Regions from separate parts of the Mus musculus genome. Here regions 2, 3 and 4 are each linked to region 1. A link is a contact called in public Hi-C and HiChIP or PLAC-seq data. All regions are on one chromosome and are shown on one strand. Each heading gives the region's core, a stretch centred on a gene start, on an enhancer-like site or on the middle of the called end of the contact. The rest is flanking DNA. Distances are from core to core; before and after follow the strand shown. Region 1 holds the start of St8sia4 (ST8 alpha-N-acetyl-neuraminide alpha-2,8-sialyltransferase 4). Region 2 has its middle 89 kb from the start of Fam174a. Region 3 has its middle 26 kb from the start of Fam174a. Region 4 has its middle 46 kb from the start of Fam174a.

The links. Hi-C and Micro-C count contacts between places; a contact is called where the count stands out from the background. HiChIP or PLAC-seq counts read pairs in DNA pulled down with a chosen protein or histone mark.
Region 2: a Hi-C map of cerebellum shows a contact between it and region 1, with 1.7 times the contacts expected there. The contact joins the enhancer-like site here to the promoter of St8sia4 in region 1. A contact is called at or near these places in 7 of 39 promoter capture datasets (the 3T3-L1 cell line, the C10 cell line, the HPC-7 cell line and 3 more), 1 of 15 datasets of contacts at CTCF or cohesin (pro-B cells), 1 of 484 Hi-C or Micro-C datasets (cerebellum), 4 of 115 datasets of contacts at active chromatin or transcription factors (the SCID.adh cell line, astrocytes, embryonic hindbrain and 1 more) and 3 of 9 other capture datasets (adipose tissue, liver and macrophages).
Region 3: a contact with region 1 is called in a Hi-C map of bone marrow-derived macrophages, with 20 read pairs. The contact joins the enhancer-like site here to the promoter of St8sia4 in region 1. A contact is called at or near these places in 4 of 39 promoter capture datasets (the C10 cell line, the HPC-7 cell line, hippocampal neurons and 1 more), 1 of 15 datasets of contacts at CTCF or cohesin (pro-B cells), 5 of 484 Hi-C or Micro-C datasets (bone marrow-derived macrophages, cortical neurons, forebrain and 1 more), 7 of 115 datasets of contacts at active chromatin or transcription factors (the 230-238 cell line, the HPC-7 cell line, PVALB interneurons and 3 more) and 2 of 9 other capture datasets (adipose tissue and liver).
Region 4: a contact with region 1 is called in an H3K27ac HiChIP or PLAC-seq map of regulatory T cell precursor, with 7 times the contacts expected there. The contact joins the enhancer-like site here to the promoter of St8sia4 in region 1. A contact is called at or near these places in 6 of 39 promoter capture datasets (the C10 cell line, the HPC-7 cell line, hippocampal neurons and 2 more), 2 of 15 datasets of contacts at CTCF or cohesin (large pre-B cells and pro-B cells), 4 of 484 Hi-C or Micro-C datasets (B cells, DN3 thymocytes, pre-pro-B cells and 1 more) and 12 of 115 datasets of contacts at active chromatin or transcription factors (the 230-238 cell line, CD8 T cells, the SCID.adh cell line and 8 more).

Annotation. Positions count from the first base shown.
Region 1 is chr1:95,664,782-95,670,215 of GRCm38.p6, forward strand. It overlaps St8sia4 (ST8 alpha-N-acetyl-neuraminide alpha-2,8-sialyltransferase 4), which reads right to left and starts at 2,813. Exons shown (of 5, transcript NM_009183.2): 1 at 2,368-2,813. The coding sequence starts at 2,480. Gm30431 (predicted gene, 30431) reads left to right here and starts at 2,920. Exons shown (of 4, transcript NR_166710.1): 1 at 2,920-3,375.
Region 2 is chr1:95,222,029-95,227,450 of GRCm38.p6, forward strand. No RefSeq gene overlaps it. Among named protein-coding and RNA genes, the nearest start is that of Fam174a, 89 kb to the right of the region's middle. Within about 2 kb of position 1,588, at least 13 of the 459 cell types and tissues checked have an H3K27ac peak or open chromatin away from gene starts, as enhancers often do. A contact at or near this core is called in cerebellum, where this site is marked.
Region 3 is chr1:95,336,882-95,342,914 of GRCm38.p6, forward strand. No RefSeq gene overlaps it. Among named protein-coding and RNA genes, the nearest start is that of Fam174a, 26 kb to the left of the region's middle. Within about 2 kb of position 2,935, at least 24 of the 459 cell types and tissues checked have an H3K27ac peak or open chromatin away from gene starts, as enhancers often do. A contact at or near this core is called in the HPC-7 cell line, the SCID.adh cell line and bone marrow-derived macrophages, where this site is marked.
Region 4 is chr1:95,265,089-95,270,592 of GRCm38.p6, forward strand. No RefSeq gene overlaps it. Among named protein-coding and RNA genes, the nearest start is that of Fam174a, 46 kb to the right of the region's middle. Within about 2 kb of position 3,188, at least 100 of the 459 cell types and tissues checked have an H3K27ac peak or open chromatin away from gene starts, as enhancers often do. A contact at or near this core is called in the 230-238 cell line, CD8 T cells, DN3 thymocytes and 10 more, where this site is marked.

The DNA of each region.
Region 1 (5,434 bases), core at 1,563-4,062:
AAGCCCAGAGCAGTCAGGATTTCTCCAGCACGTGGGTGAGGACTGTCTCCACAACCCTGTCTCTGCCTTGTTCAAAAAAGCTGCAGTTGCGGGCTTTAATTAAAGAGGAGGAGCTTTGAATGTGAATTTTTTTGTTTGTTTGTTTGCTTGACTGTCACAAATGAAGGCAGGCTTACTTCTTTCTGAAATGATGCTCACACACGAAACACACACGAAACACACACGAAACACACACACACACACACACACACACACACACACACACACACACACACACACACACACACCAGTCTTCTCATTATCCTGCTCTGACTACTAGTTCTTGTAGAAGAAAGGGTAGACACCAGCACGGCACCCGGTACACCTCTCTTCCTGTTTTGATAACTCAAGCGCTGGCCTCAAGCCTTCTCATAGGAACTGGGAAGAAAGAACTGGCAGCTCAGCTTGCAAAGGGTGCGGAGGCACAGCTCAGTAGAGCTAACCCAGTCGCTGTGTGACTGTGGGGCTGCAGCTCCTCTGATGCCAGGGCTGTGCAGACCCTCCCTTGATTTCCAAAAAGGCCAGAGAATAAATGTCACTGTGAAACGTGGAGTGTCCTGGATCTGATATTTTCCTTTGGGGCACCCGGGATACAGGCCTCCTTCCTGGAGGCAATTTATCCGAGCAAGGGAATGACTCCTTTGCAGGGTTTGGACATAGTGTTCATCACCACGCCCACTCCTGCTCGCTAGGGTCCCAAACCACTGGAGTCCTGTAGAAGCTTGGCCGCTTTGTCTAAGCGCCGGCTCCTTGGAACCCAATCAGTTCTGAAGGGAACAAAGAGCCTCGATTCGCAAGCCCCAGCCTCCGCCTCTCCCAGGAGTTCCCACGCGCGGGTTCACCACCTTCAAGACCCCTTTGTCTGCCTGGCAAAAACAGGTCTGCTGGGTTTATTCACACCCCTCCCAATTTTTCTTTTCCACCATTGACATGGATTTTCCAACCATCCACTTCTAGGTAAACGACTTCACCTAATTCTTTTTATTTATGTATGTATGTATTTATTTTTCCTCTCATACAAACCTTGAATAGGTTTGTTGAAGCATAAGGACCATTCGGCCCACTCCTTATTAGTGTTCCTTTCTCCTAGAGTCCCCTTTGAGCCTAGTACTATTAGCTTTATGCAGAATAGCAAGTCCTTCCGGGAGGATACACCTGCGTCTTACTCACTTCATTGTGACTGATTACTCAGAGAGGAGCGGGGATATTAAGAAAAGAGCTGCGTAAAGTTTCCTAGTGTGTGTTTGAGAAGCTCTCTGCCCCGCCCCCCACACAAAACCGCGCACACACAAAAATGCCAAAGCATCCTTCTTCGTTTCAAAGATGCCAGAGACAATGTAAAAACAGAAGGAAATCTCAGCCAGTGCAGTTTCCGACTGTGGAAAGCTCCGGACTTGGGAGGATTTCCGAAACAGGACTTTTAACAGAGTTGACAACAGGGCCATATCCTCAGATGTGCGCTTCCAAGCCTTGTCAGAGACAAGAAGTTACAAATCGCTCGCTCTGCTCCCGGATAGACTTCAAAGGCAGAGAAGCCAGGGGAGAGAGGAAGGAAGTGAGATATTTACAGAACTTAATGGGGCGGAGATTTTGATCACATCTTGACAAACTCAAAAAAAAAGAGCAGATATGGTCTGTAAAGGCGCAGTTCCCAGTTCCCTTCTAAAACTGTAACCATGAAACCCGGGAGTTTTATACGTAGAGGAGTGAATAAGGAATTTTCCTTATTGATACTGAAATGTCTAACTTAAAGAAAGAAAGAAAGAAAGAAAGAAAGAAAGAAAGAAAGAAAGAAAATAGATCTTACAGGCGTCCCCTCCCCCAACAAAAACAAACAAAAAAGAGTAAAGACCCACTTCACTTCTGTGACCATAAACTTTGGAGAACGCCGCTTTTTATGGTGTCCTCATAGACTGGCGGGACACAGAAGGAAAGAAAGAAAGAGAAGGCTTGAGGAGTAAAGACATCTCTGAATTCTGCTCAAGCGTTAAACTGACAAGGGCACTCGTTCTTTGTTGACACTTCTGCAGTGACTTCTTTGGTGAGCTGCACCCTGTGCCAATACATCTTTCACCACCACCACCACCACCACCACCACCACCACCACCACCACCACCACCATTGCACAGGGCAAGTTAAACTCATCCTAGAACCAGCATGGGAAACATGCACACACACCTCCAAAGAGCCTTTGTTATTTAATTCATGACACTCTGCACAAGCACGCCCAAACCAATACACACAGCACTCCAAAAACGTCACTCTCCCGGCTCTAAGCACACTTCACTATGGCTTGATTTGGTGTCATATCCTTGAACATGCATTTACCCGATGAGTTGCGTCTCTTGGTGCTCCTCAGTTCTGGCTATTTCTTTTGTCTTATAAAAGATCAGGAGTAGACTTATAGTGCAGATGGTCCACCGTTTTCTAATTGAGCGCATCTTGGGTGCCCGGGAAAGTCCTGGTTGTCCCAGCTCAGGCACCTTCTCCTGGTATAAAGGCTCCGTTTTGGGATGATAATCAAGGGGGAGAAATCTGAAAATTGCGAAGGGAGCGTGGAGCCGAGATCCCAGAATCAGGTCGCTAGGATGTTCAGCGGTGGAGCTCTCCCGGTTCTCCAGCGCTGCCCAGCTCCCTGCCGCGCAGTTAGCGCTTACCGGGCCCGGGTCGCTCTGCGCCGCCTCCCTGGGGCTCAGGTTTCTTTTCAAATGTGACACCTTGTGCATTGGAGGTGGCGGTTTCTTCTGCAGCTGGGCTCGGGGGCGTCACTGGCCCTTTCCTCGCCGTAGCAGGGAAACGATAAGCAAGGCCAGCCAATCACCGTGCTGAGGGGGCGGAGGCTGCTGTTGCCTTGCGTTACTGGCGGCTGCTCGGAGAGTCGTTGTGAGCTCGGTCTGCACTATGCCGGGTGGAGGAAGCTCACAGTCGCACGCGGACGCGTTCTTGCGCACATGCCCCCAAACCACAGACACACACAGAACCACACTATCTCCTAGGACGCCCAAACGTCAAGGCTCCAGATCCGCCAGCTTCGACACCAGCATTCATCTCATCTGAGAAAGATGAGACTCATCCCACCAGAGGAACGCAATGGCTAGGGATAAGGATAGCTCGAGAAAGCAGCCTATCATTCAAAGCGTGTTTGCTAAACATACGTAAACGCACGGGCGAATAAACCCGACCGAAGCACAGTGAAATCCAACAGGGAAGTGGAAGGGGAACGTTCATTATTCAGTGCACAACTCTGTCTGGAAAATACGATTATTCACAGGAGCTGATGAGCTGATCTCGCCCGCAGAGTGGATGGGTAATGAGGATCCCAGCTTGAAGCTTGAGGTAAGCAAGTGAAGTCGGAGGCATCCTTACGAACATTATGGACACTTCTGTGACCCACGCGTTGTCGTTTGGAAACTCCTCACGAAGTGAAGGCAAATCCAATGCCATTTAAACTTCACTGCTGAGACCAGAATTCTGAGAAAAGGCAGCGTCCTCCGGCACACCCACCAACACATTCGTAATCCTAGGGAAGAAGAAAGGAAGGGTAAAAAGCAGGAAAGGCAGGCTCCTCTTGAAAATCCAACTGAAGTGTATTGGGCTCTGATTTTCACCCCTCTTCCCGCCTACCTTTTTTTTTTTTTTTTTTTTTTTTTTTTTTTTTTTTTTTTTACTTCTATTGTATTGTGCAGCTGGCGCGCTTTCTGAGTATTCTAGCTGAGCACCTCTCCATTCCTAGTTTCTGGCACATTCAAGAGAGCTGACTGCTCAGGCTTATCACACCTAACATCTACATGCTTCCTCAGCAGGAGACAGAGCCTGGAAACCAGACTCCTTCCTATCTGTGTGCCTTGGCCCCAGGATTCCAGAGGCTCTGAAGTCTGACTTCCTGCTCCTTCACTGAGCAGTACCTTTGCTAGTCCATTAGCCCATTAAGTTTGCACTTTCCACATCAGCAAATGAGAAGGCTCACCACCAGGATTTGGGTATCCTTGGACTTAGGAAGAATTCAGAGTGACTCAAGGAGCAGCATTAAGTAGAAAGACATGACCCTTGCTTAAAACCCGAGGTTCTAGAACCTTTGCCTAGCTGCTGAGGTCTTTAAAAGTAAACCAACAGAGCTTAGTATAAGACCCTGTTTATGTGTGTCAGTTTCTATTCAAGGTTTAGGAAGTTAAGTCTCCTAAGTTTTGAGAACCTAATCTCTGCAGGACAGGCAACCAAAGAGCCAAGTCTAAAATGCATCAAGGAGCAAGCAATTATGAGTCTTTATTGACATTACAAGTGGCCTGCTGGGAGCCTTTCCAGTGGATTGATGTCCACGCAAATCCTGCTTACCTTAATGCATTTTAGTTACACAGACTTCTCAAGTAGCAGCAGGGAGAAAAATAAAACAGTTTCTCATGGGTTAAAGGGAAGTGGTATTGGCTGGGGTGTATAAAAATGCTGTTTGTTGCAAGAAAAAATATCATGTTCACATGCAGAAAATATCATTTTCATTTTTTCCTCTATTAGTTCATTTTCTCTCAGGTAAATGCCCAACTTTAAAAACCTTTTGTTTTTATATATTGACCTTTGCTTATGTTTCCATACATAGAACCAAATATAATACATGTCTAATCACAAAAGACTTTGACTTTAGCTAGAATGCAGAGTCATAAATGAGTGAAATTTCTCCCAGATCAGGAAATCTATCATCATTATTCTCAATTCTTCAATATCGGCTGGCTTGGGTAATTGGCAATACTATTCTTTTGCATACAGTGTAATGGTTTGTAAGCAAGCATGAACCTTTTACAATTAACTACCACTTACAGACTATCAGTTAAATAATCTTCAATTTGTAAAACTCAACTTGAAGATTGTCTTGTGAGATATATCTTTTTCAATTGTGCTGTTCAGAAACACCTCCGTTTGTAAGAACCATTTTAATTTCTTAAGGCTCACATTTTAATTGTGTGTAGACTCTTGTCTCAGCCTAAGCGTTTTATTGTTCTATTACTATTTCTTATCACAGAGTCTTTTGAGATGTTAAAATTACACACACACACACACACACACACACACCACTGCATCCATGTAGCATGTTTTCTTCTCTCTCTCAAAATTATGCTATGGAATTCATAAACCAGGCTCAGGCCACTGAGACTTTGCTGGTAAATTTACTCACCATCAGTCCTAACAAAGGAGTTGAATCCTTAGGATTCACATGGTAGAAACATAGCATGGATGTCTGCAAGTGGTCCTCTGATCCACACAATAAAATACATGTACACACACACACACACACACACACACAAACACACACACACACATTCACACACAAACACACACACACACCAAAATCAAAACAAAAAACCACATAGGCCCTCCTATTCTTTGAGTGACAGTTCTATGGAGT
Region 2 (5,422 bases), core at 338-2,837, 440 kb before region 1:
CTTTCCATCTCTTTCCTTCTTAAGTAGATTCTATCTTATAAAGGACTTCTAGGTGTTCCAAAAGAAACTAATCAAGATTTATTATTATTATTATTAATCATTTTTCAAATGTTATTGGGTAGTTTCTCCAGGTAGATGTAAGGAAGCATTGTTTATCAAATATAGACTCCTGAGGCCCATTCAAATAAGCAATTAAACCCTACTCTGAATATCAATGAATTTATTGCATTTACACATAGAAGCATGAATGACCCAAAGTCAGTTATTACATAGCTTCACCAAAGACCACCATTTCTCAACAATTGTTTACTGGTTTTACTGTCTTTGGAACATGGCATTGTGTATCTTATAACCTTCTGAGCTTCCTGAGTCTTTTGATTTGCTTATGAGCCTCCGTCTCCATTCTAGAAGGTAATACTTTACTCTGAAGAAAGTAACCATAAGACAGGGGCTATAGAGTCAGGCTGTCATAGTGATAATCCTGTCTTGGAGAATTGTGGTTTTAGCCACTTTTGAAAGAATTTGAATGTCTGACCAGCCCGACAAAGAAGTTGGCAGTCCAATGGAAAACTAGGGAGGCACAATGAATTTATTTTCTTTTCTAATGTCTTTCCTTTTTTTCCCTCCTCTTTTTCCAATGCAAGAGGTTAAACTTGGAGCCTCATGCATGCAATGGAAGTGTCCTACAACCTAGCTATGTTTCCACCTTTATAGTGGAGGCTTTTTACACTACTCAGCACCTTGAATCTGTTTAGTTAATGCACACAGCCTGTATTTCTATTGACCCAAACTGTACTTTGACAAAAATACATTTTGCTTGTAGTTCCTCAAGAAAATATTCTCTTGCTCTTGGATTGCACAGCAATGAAGTCAATCTTAACATCTCTGATTATAGTGACAGAAGGGGAGTAATCTCTCTTATCAGCATATTAGAACACTCATTATAAAACCTGGAAATTATGATAAAATATAACTGTTGTAGCTAGACTCTCAGTGTCAGAATGACCCTTATGCTTACCTGTCATGTATTTGGCAATTCCCTGATACTACTTTCCACAAATATTGGTTTCCCAGTATTTGTGCTTTTTGAAAAAAAAATATATTGTAGAAATTCCCTAGATGAGTTCTTTTCCTATGACATAAAATTCCTATCTAAGAAATTTCGAAGGAGGCACCTTATTATCTGCCAGGACTCTTGACTGAAGCAAAGCAATCACACTAGAATTTTCTCCATTTCCACCCTCAGACACTTTTAAATCCTGTCATCCAAATCAGTATGGTGCTAATACATTCTCAAGCACTGAGGACTCAGAGGAGCATGAGGCTTCAGTGTGTTTATAGAATACATTTCATGTAGACAGGCACGGAAGGAACAGTTTGCATAATCATCTGCCAAGAAGAATCCATCTGTCAGGAGAGTGGAAGCTGTTATCAAACAAGCTCATGTTAAAAACAAAATCTCAATTCACTTTTTATGCACTTCATTTCCTTGAGACTAATTATTGGTGTGCATATAAATGGAGGGAAAATATTTCTTCTTGGTAACACTTCAAAATTCTGGTCTTAGCAAGACACAAAAATAGCTGTTCTGTCATGTGATTTCCTCTGGGGATTTACTGTGCAACAGAGAGTGTTGAGGCTGGGAATTCCAAGCAATTCACAGTTGCCAATGAGAAATTTTACTTTCCTGCTTGTGACAAATATGAACAACTAAAATATTGTTTCAGCTCCTTAATGTTAACTAATCCTGATTAGGGTCCAAAAAATGGATATTTCCTTAACAACAAAGCATTTATCATCATAATTATTTTCTGATAAAGTTCTTACATTTCTGCTCAGTTAACTCTGAAATGAACATCAGTCTTTGGAGAGAAACTGAAATATTCAAAGGCTCATTTTAGAGACTATAGCGTAATGTAAACATTTGAGTGAAAAAATGGAAAGAGAGAAGGGAATTATTGTTTCTTGAAATACTCTCCAGTTAAAAGCTTCAGTGTTTTTGGTGTTGTACATATTCTATGAAAATGTTGCACCCTCAAGTTTTATGTGTGTTAACTATGTACTTTAAAATAGTATTGATACAAAAGTTGGTATTCTTGTGATTGAATACATGAGATAAAGTACTTTAAATAATCTAACAATCACTAAACAAGTTATTTACAGATTTTCATTGGCATTCACCTAGCGATATTTATTGAATACACCTGTGGTGTCAGGCAGTGCCTAAGATTTGGATACTGGAGTAAATTCAACTGAAAAATCTTTCAAGTATTTGATTTTAGAACCTTTAAAAAGGCATGTTTTACAATTATGAAAACAGGCTATCTACCCTGAGCCTTCAGCTTCTCATGGGATTCTGTGGCATCCATCATTCCATCATTGTCATTTCCAATTATGTATCACTTCATTCAACAAAGGTATTTTCAAGTGCTTGAGTTGGCTTCAATGTTCTACATGTTGGATTTCCAATCTATTAAAGGGCTTAATAAATATTGATTATAATTGTTGAATTAAAATTACAACTATAAAGCATGAGGAAGAAATTTTATGGTAACATACAATATGTTTATATGTAATCATACTACATGCCAGATAACAGGTGAGATTCACACATACACCAGTTCCACAGAGGTGACCCTTAATAATTTTCCTACTAATTGTATTTTAAGCCTTTACTTAAACTTAAAGCTCTATTTTTTGCTTTTTTTTTTTTTTGCTTTTTTAAAAATTGGATATTTTCTTCATTTACATTTCAAATGCTATTTGAAACTTAAAGCTCTAAACTAAAGTTTTTACATTGTTTTTGCATTGTCTCTGGGGATGGCAGTGCATTGCTGTGTCAGCTCTCAACTTACTGCTCCTGCTGCTGGGTTACAGTAGAGATCTCACGATGTTGCAGATGCCAGAACAGTGAGAATCCTGACAAAAGGAGCCACATACAATGAATGGAGACAGCTCAAGGGAGAGGTGTATTTTATAGGCAGCAAAGCTGGTTCAGAGAGGCATCTAAAATCATTGACATTGGACATGGAGCTGCAGGATTTGGTATTTTAATTTGCTGTGTTTAGATCTTGCTTCGGTTAAGTATTTCCTTACTATGCTTTGCTTCCTCTATTTTAGAATGGCAAGGAATACATGTATATGTGTATGTGCATATATATGATATATATGTATGTGTATGTATACGTATATGCATATGTTGTACATGATGTATATGTGTATGTATATGATGTATATATGTATGTGTGTATAAGTATATGTGTATGTATATGGTATATATGATGTATATGTGTATCTGTATGTGTATGATGTGTATGTATAGGTATATGAATATGTACACATATTAGTTACATAAATAATTTCCTTTGTGAGTTTTTACAGTGTGTTACAATTAAGAGGTTGCCTTTACATCTCAGATGAGATTATGAGTTTAAAATTGTATTGTTGAAAGAGGAACTCTCAATTCTGAATATCTATGCGCCAAATACAAGGGCAGCCACATTCATTAAAGAAACTTTAGTAAAGCTCAAAGCACACATTGCACCTCACACAATAATAGTGGGAGACTTCAACACACCACTTTCACCAATGGACAGATCATGGAAACAGAAACTAAACAGGGACACACTGAAACTAACAGAAGTGATGAAACAAATGGATCTGACAGATATCTACAGAACATTTTATCCTAAAACAAAAGGATATACCTTCTTCTCAGCACCTCATGGTACCTTCTCCAAAATTGACCACATAATAGGTCACAAAACAGGCCTCAACAGATTCAAAAATATTGAAATTGTCCCATGTATCCTATCAGATCACCATGCACTAAGGCTGATCTTCAATAACAAAAAAAATAACAGAAAGCCAACATTCACATGGAAACTGAACAACACTCTTCTCAATGATACCTTGGTCAAGGAAGGAATAAAGAAAGAAATTAAAGACTTTTTAGAGTTTAATGAAAATGAAGCCACAACGTACCCAAACCTTTGGGACACAATGAAAGCATTTCTAAGAGGGAAACTCATAGCTCTGAGTGCCTCCATGAAGAAACGGGAGAGAGCACATACTAGCAGCTTGGCAACACATCTAAAAGCTCTAGAAAAAAAGGAAGCAAATTCACCCAAGAGGAGTAGACGGCAGGAAATAATCAAACTCAGGGTGAAATCAACCAAGTGGAAACAAGAAGAACTATTCAAAGAAATAACCAAATGAGGAGTTGGTTCTTTGAGAAAATCAACAAGATAGATAAACCCTTAGCTAGACTCACTAGAGGGCACAGAGACAAAATCCTAATTAACAAAATCAGAACTGAAAAGGGAGACATAACAACAGATCCTGAAGAAATCCAAAACACCATCAGATCCTTCTACAAAAGGCTATACTCAACAAAACTGGAAAACCTGGACGAAATGGACAAATTTCTGGACAGATACCAGGTACCAAAGTTGAATCAGGATCAAGTTGACCTTCTAAACAGTCCCATATCCCCTAAAGAAATAGAAGCAGTTATAAATAGTCTCCCAGCCAAAAAAAGCCCAGGACCAGACGGGTTTAGTGAAGAGTTCTATCAGACCTTCAAAGAAGATCTAATTCCAGTTCTGCACAAACTTTTTCACAAGGTAGAAGTAGAAAGTACTCTACCCAACTCATTTTATGAAGCCACTATTACTCTGATACCTAAACCACAGAAAGATCCAACAAAGATAGAGAACTTCAGACCAATTTCTCTTATGAATATCGATGCAAAAATCCTCAATAAAATTCTCGCTAACCGAATCCAAGAACACATTAAAGCAATCATCCATCCTGACCAAGTAGATTTTATTCCAGGAATGCAGGGATGGTTTAATATACGAAAATCCATCAATGTAATCCACTATATAAACAAACTCAAAGACAAAAACCACATGATCATCTCGTTGGATGCAGAAAAAGCATTTGACAAGATCCAACACCCATTCATGATAAAAGTTCTGGAAAGATCAGGAATTCAAGGCCCATACCTAAACATGATAAAAGCAATCTACAGCAAACCAGTAGCCAACATCAAAGTAAATGGAGAGAAGCTGGAAGCAATCCCACTAAAATCAGGGACTAGACAAGGCTGCCCACTTTCTCCCTACCTTTTCAACATAGTACTTGAAGTATTAGCCAGAGCAATTCGACAACAAAAGGAGATCAAGGGGATACAAATTGGAAAGGAGGAAGTCAAAATATCACTTTTTGCAGATGATATGATAGTATATATAAGTGACCCTAAAAATTTCACCAGAGAACTCCTAAACCTGATAAACAGCTTCGGTGAAGTAGCTGGATATAAAATTAACTCAAACAAGTCAATGGCCTTTCTCTACACAAAGAATAAACAGGCTGAGAAAGAAATTAGGGAAACAACACCCTTCTCAATAGTCACAAA
Region 3 (6,033 bases), core at 1,685-4,184, 330 kb before region 1:
AGTAGCTTAATTTCTCAATAATTTATTGTGCATTTAGGTATAGTAGGTTGAGATTGCAAGGAAGAAATTTGAATCATGGCATATGTGAAAAAGGAGATGCATATTTAAGCAAGGAGTAGAATTGCTCAGGAGTTGTTTCCTTACGTCCAGCAGAAAGAACAGGGGCTTTGGTGAATCCTGGAAAGTAAGTGTTCTGGGAAACAGTGGTTAATGATCAGAGACACAAATTAATGGTACAAATGAATGGTGTTGAAATAGAAAGTTTGGTGGATACAGGAGCTGAAGTTAGTATATTTTTCCCAAAGTCTTGGAATCCAGATTGCTCCCTACAGAAGGTTTAAACATGTTTATTAGGATTGTTAAATTGTCACAAATAAGACAAAATGTCCAGTGGGTTACCTGCGACCCAAAGGGCAAAGGGAAATTGAGACCGTATGTAGCTGACATACCCAAAAATGTATGGGTAAGGGATCTTTCACAACAATGTGGTACTCAAATTAATATCCCTGCATTTCTGGGAGAGAGCAAATAAGGAAACTGGAGATGATGCGGTAGATGCTTCTGGGGAAGGTATTGATAACAGGTGATTGAGAACAGTCATAAACTGTGCCCATTGTTGAAACACAGGACATCACAGGGATTGAGTTTTCAAGTGTATAAAAGGGGCCACTGCTGACATGCCAACAGTCTTGTAGTTATCAAACAGACCTCTATGTGGCAAGAGCAGTAGCCCATAACAAAAGAAAAATTGTAGATACTTGAATAACTGGTACAAGAGCAGCTGGAGTCTCAACATATAGAAGGGTCTACCAGCCCATGGAAAATCCTCCTGTTGTATAAAAAAAAAAAAAAAAAAAAAAAAAAAGAGGAAAATTGAGGATGATAGCTGATTTAAGACCAATGAATAAAGTAATTAAATCAATGGCTCCTTTACTGCCTGGACTTCCTTTATCTTCTCTGTTCCCTAGATCATGGTCTATAATTGACTAGAAAGATTTTGTTTTCACAGTACCCTTCCATGTGCAGGATAGTGAAAAGTTTACTTTCTCAGTACATAATCTGAACAACAGTGGTCGAATAAAAAGATGCAATTGGAAGGTACTTTCACAGGGAATATTAAATAATCTAACTATATGTCAGTATTTTGTCTTGCAATCATTAGAATAATTTGTAAGCAATTTCCCCAGTCTTTCATTTACCGTTGCATGGATGACATTTTGTTGGCTAATTTTGACAAACATGCTTTAGAGAACATGTTTAAAGAAACAAAGAATTCTGCCATTCTGTGGGTTACAGATTGTTCCAGAAAAAAACCCAAAAACAAACAAAACAACAACAATAACAACAATAAATAAAGAGGAGATTCACTTAGTTATTTGGGTTATAAAAATCAGTCAACAAAAAATTCTACCACTAAAGCTACAGATCCGTAGGGACTCTGGATGATTCTGGCTGCTTCTGCTGACTCCTGTTAATTTGGTGAAGCCTTGCTTGTTTCTGCTGGACTGTGCCACTGCTATTGATCACTATTTGGTGTTTGCTGTTGAATTGGACTGCTGGTATCTGACAAGGAAGAGTAGAATCATCTCAAGGAACTACTTCTGAAACAAGTCCACAACAGCTTTTGCCTATGGACCTTCTTCCCCTACCTCTGGTCAGTGGTTTATAAGGGAGGTTGAAGTCTTTAAGAAACCTAAGTAGTGGGTTTTGAAAAAAATCTAAGCCTACACATGCTCATCATGGGAGAAACAAAACACACACACAGAAGGAATCCAGTGGTATCCATTTGTGGAGACCACTAACATAGACTGTCTGTCCACCAGAATTTATAACTTCCTTATCTGCAAAACAGACCAATCTTTCAACCAGTATTCCCCAAGTTATATCTCATTTAGGGCTTGGATTGAACACTAAGATTTATACATTTGAATTTAAGGGGATGATGATAGGTTTGGATGCATTTACAGAATGTAACACAATTCCCCAAACATGGTTTCTCTTTAACAAAACCAATATAAACAAAAGAAACAAATGACCTTTCCTCTTCAACAGTCAATAGTCCAAAGGAAAAACATGGGTTTGAAGTTCATTAAAAATTTAAATAATTATAAAAGGATGATTTTGCCTGGGGTACTAGAGGTAGCTATGCTGTCTTTCTATGGAACACTAAGTGACATTTTGGCTTAGTACAATGTTTAATTGTTAAATTGGATGCCTTATTCTGTCTCTCTCCTCTAATACTTAGTACTTTGTCATGAAACATTTGATACTTATTTTCCTGGTAATGTTGAACCAGCACTTAATTATTATCTCTTTCTGTCACACTCATTCCTCAGCACATGCCACCTATTTGGCTGGGTTCTAGTTGGGACCCTAGTGAATGCATATTTGCCACTTTTTCTATCCTCTAGGCTGCTGACACTGAGCTGTAAGGCCTATGCTTGAGTTTGAATAACTGAGTCTGATTTATGTTGATAGAAACTTGAGCCTCTTCCTTCATTCTCTTTGGAGTGTATACCATTAGACAATATCACTATGGTTTCTGTTTTCTCTGGAGGTGATCTCTGTTTTGGGGTTTAGAGTCTTGATGCTGTCCTGCTTTTTGTCTAGCAGAAATCAATATGCATAGGAATTTGCTTTATTTGTTTATTTGTCTTTGTCCCAGAGTTGTCATTAAAAGATTTTCTAAGTGCACTATTGACTGGAACCCTGCCTTAAGGTTATAATGTTGCACATTACTGAAAACAACCTAAGACTGTATTTTGCTCTGATACATTTCTTATTTTGAGAGAAGGAGGAAGTTCTCAGCTGTTCCTATCTCAGGGAATCAAAGATCAGTGAAGAGACAAGACCCACAAGTGTTGCACAACTAGCTCTATTAGCAAGTCTACCTCAGCCTCTATTACTGTCCTGTGAGTTCTATTTATATCTTCCAAATATCATGTGTCCTCCACAGGTCTTGCATCAGCATTTGTCTTACTTCAGTACTGGTCTTGCCCTACTTAGCATGTGCATCTGTCTCAGCTGACATCACTCTGCCAATCAGCCTGAGGCCAGAGAGGCAGCAAGAAACTACAGCACCCTACCACAAGTTTTTTGGTGTGTTTCTCTCTATGAAGTCCTGACAAATGCAGCTCAAATAGGGTAAAGCAGACCAATACCAGTGTGTCATTAGCAAAACAATACTTCAAGTGTCCTTTCATGTGTGTGTTTTAGCAGAACATCCTTTCTCCTGTGTTTGCTTTAGCTAAATGTCCCTTCAGGAGTCTGTCTTAGAAGTTCACCTGGGTACACTTCAGCTAAACATTCCTTCATGTGTTTGCTCCAGCAAAACACCATCTAAACAACTTTTTAAAAAGTACTCTTGAAGGAAAACCAAAGTGTGGATACTTTGCTCCTTCTTAGAATGGGGAACAAAATACCCTTGGAAGGAGTTACAGAGACAAAGTTTGGAGCTGAGATGGAAGGAAAGACCATCTAGAGCTACCCCACCCGGGGATCCATCCCATATACAACCACCAAACCCAGACACTATTGCATATTCCAGAAAGATTTTGCTGACAGGACCCTGACATAGTTCTCTCTTCTGAGTCTATGCCAATGCCTGGCAAATACAGAAGTGGATGCTCACAGTCATCTATTGGATGGAACACAGGACCCCTAAAGAAGGAGCTAGAGAAAGTATCCAAGGAGCTAAAGGAGTCTGCAACCCTATAGGAGGAACAACGATATGAACTAACCAGTACCCCCCAGAGCTGTGTCTCTAGTTGTATATGTAGCAGAGGATGGCCTAGTCGGCCATAAATGGGAGGAGAGGCCTTTGGTATTGTGAAGATCATATGCCCCAGTACAGGGGAATGCCAAGGCCAGGAAGCTGGAGTGGGTGGGCTGGGGAGTGGGGGGATGGGGAGGGTAGGTATAGGTAACTTTCAGGATAGCATTTGAAATGTAAATGAAGAAAATATCTAATTAAAAAAGTACTCTTAAGTTTCTATAACCCCTGTGACACTCTAGCACTCATCAATGAAATTTTAGATTACCTAATCCTTCTAGAAAACTCCCCTAATGTCCTCTAAGAAGGCCTGTGCTTTGCATAATACCCTAGTCTAAGGTCTTCCTTCAGCAATTTTTGGACCCTTACAATCTCATGTTCTCCCCGCACAATAGTGTCCTATTCTATTTAGATAGAGTTTAAGTTATATGCCTGTCATGTTTCCAATAGGGGTGCCCGTTCCTAGTTTCCTGTACTCACAACTCAAAAGACAGATCATAATGTCCCCAAGGCAAGTTCAATTGAGAAAAGAAATAGAAAAAAAAAAAAAAACTTCTATTCAAGAAAAGGGTACAATAAAAATTCATATATATAATGCATATAGCATATATAATACATATTTATACATATATATGTGTGTATGTATATATATGCATATACACATGTGTGTATATGTGTGTATGTACGTATATGTGTGAATGTATATATATAAACCTTGTATTTTTTCCAAAAATTAATACAATGAAATTTTTTTGTTATTTTTAAACTTAATCCTATAAAAATTTTCAATTTTGTGAATATTTGAAGATATGTTTTACAAAAATATATCATTTAAAGGTCTGGATGCATGCATACCTGTATAAAGCATATGGAATATTTTTTTACTTTTATTTTTTGCAGCCCAGTCCCCCTCCCGGTTCGCCCTCCCACAGTTCTTCATCCCATTCCTCCTACCCCTTGTTTCCAAGAGGGTGTCCTGCCCCTACCAGGCCTTCCCACTCCCTGAGGCCTATATTTTAATTTTAATTCGGTTTCCTATTGTACATCAAAAGTAATTCTCTGTCTACAGTCTAGTATCTATATATCTATTATATATGTGTATACATATACATATATACATACACATACACATACACATACACATACACATACACATACACATACACATACATATACATATACATATACAACAGATCTTACATTCTGCTAAGCATTGCTAGGCATCCCTACCCTAGTTCCAGAGTGAGCTCTTGAGTCATGCAATCTTTCATCCTTTTTAGCTTCAGTATTCCTTGCTTTATCCTTTGAGATGGTTACAGACCTAATGCCGCAGATTCTTGTACATTTTTACAACTGCTGTAGTTGTAATGGAAAACCTCGCAGTCTGTTTGGTACATGTTTGGTGAAGCACTGACATCTTACTGCTTTACAGTTCAGTCTGGGTATCTTCACACTGAGTGTACTTTTTATTGACTGGCATTTACACTGCCCACTTTCCCTCCCTCAGAGTATTGGCCATTGGCTGAGTCCATTAGAAGATATCATGGGGAGGAAACCAAACCCTTACCTTCATTTATTCCTTGATACTATCTGATTTTGCCTGGCCTTTTCCCAGTTTACCTTTCCTGTGAAGGCTGCAGTTTGCTATCCTCACAATGGTTTCTATTTAGAATACTGGCAGAGCTTTTATCTCTTAATCTTCTAGAGATCTGAATTATAGGATTATCTGGAAAAACAGATGTCAAGTTGTGGGCAGAAAGTACTTCTCTTACTAAAGTGGCATTTCCCCCATCTGTGCCTGTAGGCCCCTTCACACATCCAGAGTTTCCCAACAGTGCCAAGCTGGCTCCACCCAACATTCTGTCAGTTCTTTTTCAATGCTGCATTCACTCAGCATACCATGTGCTTCACATGGTACAGCAGGTAAAATGCTAATTCTGTTTTCCATTGTACATCAAAAGTAATTATCTTTCTACTGTCTAGTATCTGAATGTCCAACTTCATCTCTCTGCATTCTCCATTAAGACAGATCTGCAATTTGTTATCCATTATTTATAACAACTTCTTATAGGACTTACTAAATCAATCAAGGGGCAACTAAGTACAATAACAATACATTTGAGCTAACGTAAATCTCAAATAACTCATAAAATCTCCAGAATAACCAGAGGAAGAAATATTCCAAAGGAATCCTGCTTCCAAGCTTCTCATTTTACTTCTAGGTCATTGAAAACAGAAAACCAGAAACTGCAGCAAGCTGC
Region 4 (5,504 bases), core at 1,938-4,437, 400 kb before region 1:
TAGGGTTGCCCTCCTCAGCTTTGTCCAGCTTTTCCCCAATTCAACCACAGGGGTCACCAGCTTCTATCCATTGGTTAGGTGTAAATATCTGCATCTAACTCTTTCAGCTGGTTGTTGGGCCTTTTGGAGGGCCATCATGATAGGCTCCTTTTTGTGAGCACACTATAGCGTCAGTAATAGTGTCAGGCTTTGGGACCTCCCATGGGCTGGCTTCCAATTTGGGCCTGTTACCTGACCTTCTTTCCTTCAGGCTCTTCTCCATTTTTGTCCCAGCAGTTCTTTCAGAGAGGAACAATTCTGGGTCAGAGCTTGTTTAGCAGCACAGTCCTTCTATGCATCCTTATAAGACTTGACTTTGGAATTTTGATTACTCATATTAAATTTAAAAAAAAAGTTTAAAAGTTTAAAAGGTTAAATAACTGGCAGACACTTAAGCATTAACACTAACATTCTGTTGCTTTTATCTTCCAATTATTTTCATAGCAATTCCCTTAGCTTTCTGATTCATTAACATGCCATTATTTGGGGAGCGCAGAATACTTTTACGAAACAATTCACATTGAAATTATCCTTCACCTGGTTATGTCATATTTTACAGGATTAAAATGAACACATTTTTGGAAGATAAATATTAATAAAAGATGGGCTAGAGAGATGGTTCAGTGATTAAGAGCACTGTCTGCTCTTCTAAAGGTCCTGAGTTCAATTCCCAGTAACCACATGGTGGCTCACAACCATCCCTAATGAGATCTGATGCCCTCTTCTGGGGTGTCTGAAGACAGCTACAGTGTACTTACATATAATAAGTAAATAAATCTTTTAAAACAGATATTTAATATTCAAAAAATTAATAAAAGATATTAAAAACTATTTTTAGAATAATGGTGTGATTGATTCCATCTAGTGCACCTAGGTCCTTATAGTCAGTACATTTTTATAATCTGATCAGCAAGTGTTCCCTTACAGTAAACTTGATATATAAGGTTTTTTTAATTAAATGCTTTTCTATGCTCTACCAGAATGAATTCAAAGTCATTTGACAAAAACTTGTTCTAGTACTTTATGTTCTCCCATTCATCCTAGTTGAGTAGAACATATGCATGCTGGTCCTCTTTTGTCCAATTGACACAAACGAGAGTCACCTAGCAAGAGAGAAGCTCAACTGAGAGTGCCTGTGGGCATCTTCTTGATTAATAATGATGTAGGAGTGAGTGTTGGTGTCACCACCTCTGGACATGTTGGTCCTGAGTTGTAGAGAAAAGCAAGCTAACCAAGCCACAGGAAGCAAGTCAGTAGCACTGCCCTTCCATAATGCCCGCCCCAGTTCTTCTCTCTGTTTCCTGTCTTGAGTTCCCTTCCTGGCTTCCCTCAGGAGGACAATCAGCTACAAGCTAAAATAACTGCATTTGGTTCAGAGTTGCTATTGGTTATGATGTGAATTACATCAAAAAGCAAAATAAGACATGATATATATGACATATAATGTAAAGAACTTACATACATTTAGAACTATTTGAGCTTAAATACAATCAAACTTAGATTTCACATGATAAGTTTGCAATATTTTAAACAATGCAAATGAAGGTGATTATTTTCCACTCTATTGAAGGAGATGAAGAAACATCTGTGTAATGTCTTGCAGAACACAGAACAGACATAATTTCTTAGGTTCTTTGAATTATGCCTTCTCAAAGCCACTGAAGATCTGTTACAGTGGTCAGAAAAATGGTATCTGAAAAGATTTTGATGAGTCTGGAAACCACTTAGTACAAGAAATCTTTACATTTTTATTTACAAAAAAAAATCTTGTCACTTTTATTTAAGAGGGTTTTGCATAAAATTGTCTTCAAAACAAAGGCAACATTTAAGAATTTTTATGTTTATAAAAATGAAAGGTGTGACCTGCTAGTGTATAAGTTTTCTGTTGCTACAGAACAAGTGAACAAAAATATATGTTTTAACGGAACACACATATTATCATTTCAGCACATAGGTCTATCTCAACTGTCTCTTCAGCTAAAGTTTTATCCTAGGATGCATTTGAAACATTAGTCAGGAATTGACTTTCATCTAGTGACTTCCCTGGAAAGATATACCTCCAGGTATGACTGGGAGCCCTAGACATATACCAGCCACACTTACTACAAGTTCCCTACCACCTGACCTTCAAAGGAGCTTAACATTATAATTAACTTATTCAAAGCCATAACATAGAGGGAGCAAAACAGCCATGAAGAACAGAGTTGATATAGCATAATGAGAGGAAGATAATGAATCATAATGATAAAATATCATCACAGGGGGAAGATTACATAACACCAGTGCCAGAAAGGGAATCACTGGGGCTGAATCAGTGGGGATATCTTGGGTTTGACTGCCATTGAAGTTAGCAAAATGATATATCTACAGATTAAAGAGATAGATAAATCAGTAATTAAGCAATAAGTGTTAACAAAATAAAATTGCTAACCAAAATAGCTGTATTGACGTCACTGTGATGACTCAGTGGGTAGGAGCACATGGCCCCAATTCAATCCATCCTGAGAACTCACGTTACGGAAGCAGAAAAGAACACTTGCAAAGCTGCCCTTTAACACCCCCATATGTCCTATGGCATGCATGTGCATATATACACATGGTAAATAAGTATAGAAGATTAAAATGTTTCATTGTTATCAGTTAACTTTCTGATATACATTTACTGTACTTGGATAGAAACCTCGGGAAGGGAAGAAGATGCTCTTCTCCAGTGCTAACCCTTGGCAACCTTTGCATTCCTTCACATTTGATAGAGTCTGGCAACAGATAAAAGCAAGAGCAAAAGAAGGTTGCATCTATTGCCCAGGGCAATGAAGCCAAGACCTTTCACCCTATGAGTGTTAAAGATCTTACGTGTGCTTCTAATGTTGAGATTCCTCAGTATTTAACAGCAGCTTGTGGCGCAGCTTGCTAAAGCTACTGTCACAGCTGTCTCTGCACATGAAGCAGATAAAAGAACATTTTCTCTCTGTTACTGCTTGGGTCACCGCCAGCTGCTGCTCTCGTAGATTCACCTCTTTTGAAGATGTCAGTGTAGCCTGATATTTGTGTTTGCAGCTCGGTCGGTCTGCTGACTTCTCAACTCTGACTCTGGCACCTGTCAATGCAATGTGGTTCCCACAGTTTCGCTTTTACTCACTGTGGACTCTCTCCCACACCACCACATATTCAAAAGCTCTTCTGCAGCTGTCAAAGCAGCCAGCTGCTTTTCCCCTTCTGTAGCTTGGCTCTCCAACCTTCCCTCACTCACTGCTACTGCTGCTACCACAGCTCTGTCATCTCCGCTCTACTTCTTTCTTCATGCTACCAAATGAGATCATTCGCCAATTGCAAGGAAGGAAAACAATGCCCGATTGAAAGTCGTTCACTGGGCTGAATGTTGAAACACCAGCGCAACAACAGCGGAGTATCTCTTAGCTAGCTTACCCATGAACCACATAGCTTCTCTGTGTAGCCAGAGAAGGGGTGTTTTGACCAATCACAGCAAACTTTACACTCAAAGGCAAGTTTCTTGTTTTCACTGACCACAGGCTGGCCCAGCTTGTATAGTTAGAGCAGTTCCATTGCAGCTCCAGGAGCCCCCATTCCCATTCCAGCCTGGGTAGAAAAGAGCCCCATGAGTACCCTGGGGCTTTTCATAGCAAAGTATCCCATGCAAATGGTACTTGAGAGAGTTAAGACTGAGCTGCGGTTTCAGGAGGGCGGTTGTCCCTCTACAGCAATTGTGATCTGCATAACGGTAGTCCAGTCAGTTGGTTTCAAACAGTCCTTTTCTTCAAGGTATCCTGTAGAGATGGAAAGAAACCAATAGTTGTCACCTAGGAATCCACATCACAACACTATCCAGTTTCTCTCATTTCCAGGCAGACAAATATCAGCAGAAGCGCTTATAATTTATATTATTATCAGTTTTAACATTTAACATTATTTTTTAATTGGATATTTTATTTACATTTCAAATGGTTTCTCCTTTCTAGGTCTCCCCTTCGGAAGCCCCCTATCCCATCTCCCCTCCCACTGCCTCTATGAGGGTGCTCCCCACGCACCCACCCACTCCTGCCTCCCCGCCCTGGCATTCCCCCACACTGGGACATCGAACACCCTCAGGCCCAAGGAACTCTCCTCCCGCTGATGTCCAACAAGGCCATCCTCTGCCACATATGCAGCCAGCACCATGGGTCCCTTCATGTGTATTCTTTGGTTGATGGTCCAGTCCCTGGGAGCCCCAGGGGTTCTGGCCTGTTGACACTGTTGCTCCCTCCATGGGGCTGCAAAACCCCTCAGCTCCTTCACTCCCTTCTCCAACTCCCCATAGGGGACCCCAGCTCAGTCCAATATTTGGCTGTGTACATCTACATCTGTATTTGTCAGGCTCTGGCAGAGCCTCTCAGGAGACAGTCATATCAGGCTTCTGTCAACAAGCACTTCCCTGCATCCACAATAGCGTCAAGGTTTGGTGGCTCTATATGGAATTAACATTACTTTAATACATTTTGTTCTTACCAGTACAACCCAGGGAGAGCTAAAGCTCTCTTATCTATTTCCAGATGGTATGACTCTATCTGGTCTACATCCTCTTTCAAATAATGTTCTAAATGTCAATTAAATACTCGCAAGTGGGTATATTAGCTTCTCTTGCAATTTTCTGTCATAAAATACCTATTATTTTATACAAATAATCATAATTTTCCATATATGTATATGCATGTGTAAAACCCAAGGTACACAGATATTACTAAGTAGCTATTGTAATTCAGAATGAAACCAAACCTCATATCTTCTCGCCCAAGTTCCCTATGCTACCAAACTATATTTTTCTTGGGGTTTTCTTTCTTTTCTCAATAACTGTCAAAACAATACCCAGCAATAATATTACTAAACAATGGATTATTATGAAGTACATTTTAATAAAGTAAAATATTTCTTCCTCCTCTGAAAACAAAGAGTTGCTACAGACTGGTTGTTGTGAGCAAGTTTATAATCAGTTCCAACTAGATTTTTACTACTTCAGCCATTTTTAATAATCAGGGCATTAAAAGCTGCATTTAAGTATGTAAGGAAAACACAATTTTAATTAGCTATATTATATAAGAGGACACAGATGCAGATGTTTTTAAAATGTGCCTATATCAAAGAATGACAAGTTGCTGTGGTTTTGGTTTCATAATAATAGAAGTTAAATATAACTTTTTGACAGAAAAAAATAATGCTACTTGATTCAATTTGTGAAACTGATACCAAAGAAAAATTGGGGGAATCTTTGAGTCATGTCCCCTGATGGCAAATGAAAATTTAGGTAATTCTGCATGGCACGAAATACTCTATGACAGTTATCCAGCTTCAGATTTTAAATATCAGTACTCATTAAATTTTAAACGACATGAATGTTATTATTTTAATAGTACCTGCTTAAGGGTAAAGCAAATACCCAGGGCTAGGGTTAAGTGTTACTCATTCTACATTCT